2 separate regions of the Hordeum vulgare genome follow, and region 2 is linked to region 1. A link is a contact called in public Hi-C data. All regions are on one chromosome and are shown on one strand. Each heading gives the region's core, a stretch centred on a gene start, on an enhancer-like site or on the middle of the called end of the contact. The rest is flanking DNA. Distances are from core to core; before and after follow the strand shown. Region 1 holds the start of LOC123395443 (pollen-specific leucine-rich repeat extensin-like protein 1). Region 2 holds the start of LOC123451895 (kinesin-like protein KIN-14Q).

The links. A called contact is a pair of places that touch in the nucleus more often than the background predicts.
Region 2: a contact with region 1 is called in a Hi-C map of seedling, with 4 times the contacts expected there. The contact joins the promoter of LOC123451895 here to the promoter of LOC123395443 in region 1. A contact is called at or near these places in 1 of 6 Hi-C or Micro-C datasets (seedling) and 1 of 1 datasets of contacts at active chromatin or transcription factors (embryo).

The regions. Positions count from the first base shown.
Region 1 is chr5H:115,908,233-115,911,344 of MorexV3_pseudomolecules_assembly, reverse strand. It overlaps LOC123395443 (pollen-specific leucine-rich repeat extensin-like protein 1), which reads left to right and starts at 1,595. Exons shown (of 2, transcript XM_045090448.1): 1 at 1,595-3,112. The coding sequence starts at 1,681.
Region 2 is chr5H:116,120,298-116,123,409 of MorexV3_pseudomolecules_assembly, reverse strand. LOC123451895 (kinesin-like protein KIN-14Q) reads right to left here and starts at 1,689. Exons shown (of 18, transcript XM_045128444.1): 1 at 1,332-1,689; 2 at 471-637; 3 at 246-389; 4 at 1-62. The coding sequence starts at 1,458.

The DNA.
Region 1 (3,112 bases), core at 346-2,845:
CGGGCAGTGCCAAGCTCAATCGGGGCGGGTGGTGCAGGGCTCCTCCACTGCATGCATGGTCGGGAACGAGCTACGCCAGGACAAGGTGGAGGCGAGGCGGGGGGCACCGGGGCGAGCCACGCCGTGGCCGAAGACGACTCGCGGGAACATGAGGAAAAATGAAAAAATGAGCTATAGTGGAATACAGTTTCATTTACGGAGTCTGCTCTGTCCGAAGCAGTTTCACATCATAAAAACAGTTTACAGTATCTCTTATACGTGTTTTTAATTGTCAACTTTTACGTGATCCGCTAGAGATGCGGATTTGTATCCAAATTTCATTCATGCAATAAACTCGTATGTTTTGTGTTAAAAAAGGATCGCGATAACGTCCACAACGTATGGGCGTTAAGGGGTCTTGCCACACATCTTGTGTGGTATATGAGAAAATCAGCCCACACGCCTACGTGTGGGCCAAACAGATAATGCCTGCAAGTCCGGCCTCGTGTCTCGCGGTCCCGCTCAGACGCCTGCGTGTGGGCAAAACAAGTAACGCCCACACGCCCGCACGTCCGGTCTCCTACCCCACGGCCCCGCACGCCCGCGTGACATTCAGCACGCGCCCTCACCTCTGAACCTGTCCGGCCCCTCTTTCACTTTGTTTAACTGTAGTTGCCATGATTGCTGAACTATAGTTGTTATGTCTGGACAACTACAGTTGCCATCGTTGTTCAGCTGCAGTCGTCATGTCTGAACAACCTGCAGTTGTCATCTCAGGACAAGTGCAGTTGTCATTTATGGACAACTGCAGCTTTTGTCATGTATGACCTGGTCTATTACAGTTGCCATGATTTGAAAAATTTAGAAGTTGCCACCTACTAACACTAGGCAGTTGCCATATAAAACTTGAAAGACAGGGCAAAAATAATATCTTGGAGTTGTCATATGCTTCTAAACACACTAGAAAGTTGCCACATAAACACTACAAAAAAGACATGGTAAAAATAACATATTCGGATAAGAGAGAGAGAATTATCATCTTCCTACAAACACAGTGGGCAGCTGCCATGTACCACTACAAAAAAGATGGCAACTGACAGTTTAGGGTGTGGAAGAGGAGACGGATGGCGATCGTGCGGGCATGTGAGCATGAAACAGACGTATGGACGAACCGATAAACACCAACACAACAACTCATCTGCGTATATGAAACACGCGTGCGGGCGAACTGATAAACGCCCACACACCAACCACCCTACGAACAAATGTGTTGACGATCGGATGAAATGTCTATGCACGAATCCAATCCCGTGTTACATAGAAAATATGGTAAAACTTACGAGGATTCGTGTAATCACAAACGAATGACAGTTCATGCGTGTACGCTGCAGCACTTGTGGACGTTATGTTTTTTGTAAAAGAGAACTGAGCATGCATGAAGACCTTGGCTAGAACGTGGGGCACATGCAATGCTAAAAAAGAACTACCCCTCCTCATTTCCGTCAAACAAAAAGCCTCCAGCCACCAGAACTCAACGCCCCCGCCTCCGGGACACACGCGCCACCGCATAGCCATGACCGCCGCTCCCTCGCCGCCGGCATCTATATCTCTTCCTCTCCCCGCCGCTCCCTTCCTTTCCCTCCATATAGGCACCATCGCAGGGGGGTGGCCCGCACTACCCCTCCCGTTCTTCTCCCCGCGATGGAGGCCCGCATGAGCCTCGCCCTTCTCGCCTTCGCCGTCTTGGTGGCGGCGGCGTCCGCCGCAGTCTCCGCGCTGTCGGATTCGGAGGCGTCCTACATCGCGCAGCGCCAGCTTCTGAGCCTCGAGAAGGGCGACGGCGAACTGCCGGACGACTTTGCGTTCGACATCCGCGTCGATGTCACCTTCGCCAATGAGCGCCTCCGCGGCGCCTACCGCGCACTCCAGGCGTGGCGCGCCGCCATGTACTCCGACCCCAAGAACTTTACTGGCGGGTGGGTCGGCGCTGACGTGTGCAGCTACTTCGGCGTCACCTGCGCGCAAGCGCTCAACGACCCCAACGTCACTGTGGTCGCCGGGGTGGACCTCAACGGCGGCGACATCGCCGGGTACCTCCCCGCCGCGCTCGGCAATCTCACGGACATCGCCTTCTTCCACATTAACTCCAACCGCTTCTGCGGCATCATTCCTGAGACCTTCTCCCGCCTGATGCTCCTTCATGAGCTCGACGTCAGCAACAACCGCTTCGTCGGCGGCTTCCCCAAGGTGGTGCTGCAGATCCCGGTGCTCAAGTACCTCGACATCCGGTTCAACAACTTCGAGGGCGAGCTTCCGCCGGAGCTTTTCGAGAAGAGCTTCGACGCCATCATCGTCAACAGCAACCGTTTCGTCGGTTTCATCCCCGAGAACATCGGCAACTCGACGGCGTCGGTCGTGGTGCTCGCCAATAACAAGTTCGTCGGCTGCATCCCGCGCAGCGTTGGCCGCATGGCGGACACGCTCGACGAGCTCATGCTCCTCAACAACGGTCTCGACGGCTGCATCCCGCCGGAGCTCGGCGAACTCATCAACACCACGGTGGTGGACGTCAGCGGCAACGCGTTCGTTGGCACGCTGCCTGAGGAGCTCGCCAACATGAGCAAACTGGAGCAGCTCGACGTGTCGAGGAACATGCTTGCCGGCGCCGTGGCGGAGCCAGTCTGCAAGCTCCCGGCGCTCGCAAACTTCAGCTTCGCCAGCAACTTCTTCAGCATGGAGGCAGCGGCGTGCGTCCCGGCGGTGGACGGCGAGGTGACGCTCGACGACCAGGGTAACTGCGTCGCAGGGCGGCCCGGACAGAAGACGCCCCTCGAATGTGGCCCTGTGCTCGCGCGCCCCGTTGATTGCCGAACCAATATTTGCTCCGCGCGCCCGTCACCGCCCAAGCCGGTGCTCAAGCCGCCCCCGAAACCGTTGAATGGCCCGCAGATGCCGGCTCCCCCGCGGAAGCCGTTGCCCAAGCCAGAACCTATGAGCTCGCCGCCACAACCGGCGCCGGTGAGCTCGCCACCGCCACCAGTGAAATCACCTCCACCACCAGCTCCAGTGAATTCACCACCGCCACCAGTCAAGTCTCCACCGCCACCGCCGCCGGTAAAATCCCCTCCACCAC
Region 2 (3,112 bases), core at 440-2,939, 210 kb before region 1:
TTACTTTCACTGAATGACTTCAGAGCAAGAACGCAATCGACAACTCGAACACCCTTGCCACCCTGAGTTCCAGTTGGCAAATAAAATATGTTACCTTTTGTCATGGAAAAGTAAGTCAATCATTTACTTTTGAATTCATTTGAAGTGCCTTACCAATAAGGATATAATCTACCTAAGGAATACTGAATTTATAAGCTAAATGAACCTATGGCATGAACTCTCTATACAAAATGTAAAAGAAATACCTTTTCCAAGTCAGACAGCTCAAATGTAGGGAGCCCTATATCTTGTAAACTGACAAGGAAGTTGCGCAAATTCTCAAAGTACTGATATGCGCACAAAGCTGAGCCATCAGCAGGTATAACAGTATCTGTGCGGGCTTCCACGACCTAAAATGTACGGGTATAACATCACCGTGTATTAGCAAGCATGGCAACTAAATAAACTAGAAGTACTGAGAGTGCAACTACCTTAGGTATGGCGCAGGGCTGAACCTTGTTCAGTGCATTGCAAAGGACAATTCCATTTCTCAGCCCAAGCCGGAATTCCTCCTCAGAGGGCTCTTCTGGCAGGTCCCTTGCACACACAATCCCGACTGTTCTTCGCAACCAACTGGCTGCATTATACCGTCTATTTGCTGCATTTTCAACCCCAGTAAATCATAAATTCACATTGTGCTGCTATATTGTAGCAATCATGCATATCAACTGTCGTAAGAACCATCACCATCATACACTATCTATTTTATTTAAAACACAAGCCCGTATGCTCAGTGTTAGGTTGGCACAAAATTATGAAACAACTGCTTCATGAACCAGCACAGGCAGCAGTATGATTTGCAAAGCGAATGATACAGTTGGCCCAGTATCACCATTAGCCGCCACCGCAGCAGTGTAATTTGCTAATGAACAACACAATTGGCAGTTTGGCACAGTATAATGTGCAGAGCGAACGATACTAAATGGTACAGTATTATCATTAGCTAGGACCAGTTTTAAACCAACCAACTCCAAGGCACAGAAAACACAACTATGAGCTCAACGCAAGCTAAAATTCAAACAAGCGCGACAAGGGAAACGTTTAAACTAGCGCCATCCACTGACTTGGGACCCAGATCACACCATGAAATTTGAATTCAACCGCATCTGCGAACATCTCGCCTAAATCAAGGGGCAAAGCGCCGAGATCAAGCCACCGTGACATCGGGATGGGAGTTTCCCCACCCCGGCGCTCATTTCTCCACCCCCAGTCAGCCAGCGAACCAAGAAGATCAAATCACTAAATTCTCGCCCCGCATTCAGCGCGATCCGCGCGTGTGCCCGCGGACTCACCTGCCTCCTGGGCCCGCCGGGTGGCCACGTCGATGTCCTTCACCGTCCCGTGATTCCGCAGCGCGCCCTCCGCCGCCGCCGGGGCCAGCTCCCTCCCAGTCGCCGTCGCCGTCGCCGTCGCCACCATCGTCCCTGGTCCAAGAAGGCCCGAACCAGCACCGATCCCGACGAGCCGACCGACTGCCGTGTGTCCGCTGGGAGAGGAGAGAAGAGAAGATGGAGCGGGGGAGAGGGAGGCAGGGTTGGGGTTGGGGGTGAACTCTCCTCGTCTGCAGTGGTGGGGTGGGGTGGGGTAGTGAGAGACCTGAGGCCCGAGGGGTTCTTCCTTGTGTTTTCGAATGGTGGTGGCGCTCGTGAGGGGAAGAGAGCGGTTGGGTGTTGTTGGTGACGTGGGGTGGGGGGCTTTCGAGGGGGTTAAATAAATGTTGATACTCTTGTTTTGCAATTTTTTAACCGAGAAGACGATACGTATCACCGTGCTGCTCCGCACCGTTGGATTTTGCGTACATGACGCCGATAGTGATTATGCATGTACAGTAGTACTTTTTAAAGTCATGACAAGTTGCACAGCGTATCAAAATGAAAAACGTTTGAAATCGGCAGTCCGGTTGAGCTTTTCACCGGCTAGCACGCCACGCTGACGTAAGCATCCATGAAACAATCGTCCCGTACGACCCAAGTATACATGGATGGGCCTGCATGTGAAACTATTCGAGGCGTCATGATGATGGAACTCACCATCTCTATGGTCAGCAAGGAGCGCAGAAAAGCTGCAACTCATCGTTGATGGTGCTGGAACCATATGCAGAAAAGTTGCAACCCCACGTCAATGACGGTGAAGGAAAAGTAAAATAAGTGAGTCAACCGACGACAGAAACTTTTCTGGAAACAACCAAGTTTTTTGTTGCAACCATCGCCATTTTTTGCTATTATCAACGCCAGATTTGCTACATCCATCGTGCGGAGCTACGACCTACTACCGCGGTGCCTTTTTTGTTGCAACCTTTGTTGTAATTTGCTACTAACGTCGATGGACTTTGCTACATCCATCATGACGGAGCTACAACCGGTAATGGCGGAGAGATGAATTTTGCTGCAACCGTTGATGGATTTTGCTACTACCGGCGTACACTTTTGCTACAATCACCGACGCAAAATGCTACAACCATACGACCATGTTGCGACCACCGAGGCGTTTTGCTAGAGCCAGCGAGGTCAATTTTGCTACAATCGACGACGCAACAAGTTGCAACCGGCATCAAGAAAAGCTGCAACGTGCTTCTGTAAAAGCTTCAAACGAAGAACGGCTAGCTAACAATGGCGAGCGATGGCGACGGAGCTGCATGGCGGTGTTGCGATGGGCGCGTGGCGAGTACACCTTCACCCGACTGTGCTGCAACCAGGGGGAAGGAGACATGCCTCGCCGGACGGAGCTAGGGACGTCTTTTCTTTTTGACCGGCCCGACGGAGCTGGGTGACAAGCGTCCCCAACGAGCTACGACAGCGAGTGGCCTCGGCGAGCTGCGACGCAGCAGCAAAGGGCAAGCATGAAGAGACTGGCCGTGAAGATCCTTTTTTTGTTTGCTCGTGCACGGAAGGAAGAAAATGACTTGGTCGCCACAATCTTGCCCGTTTGCGTTTGCAGTTCCAAAGCTCGGCAACAGACCGGCCCAAATTTGGGTCGTTGCGCCGGTGCATAGTATTGGCCATCCAAAATTCAACCAAAGATGAAAAAGGAGGCAACACTATAAGGCCTCATTTGTTAGAAGGGGGTTGGGAGG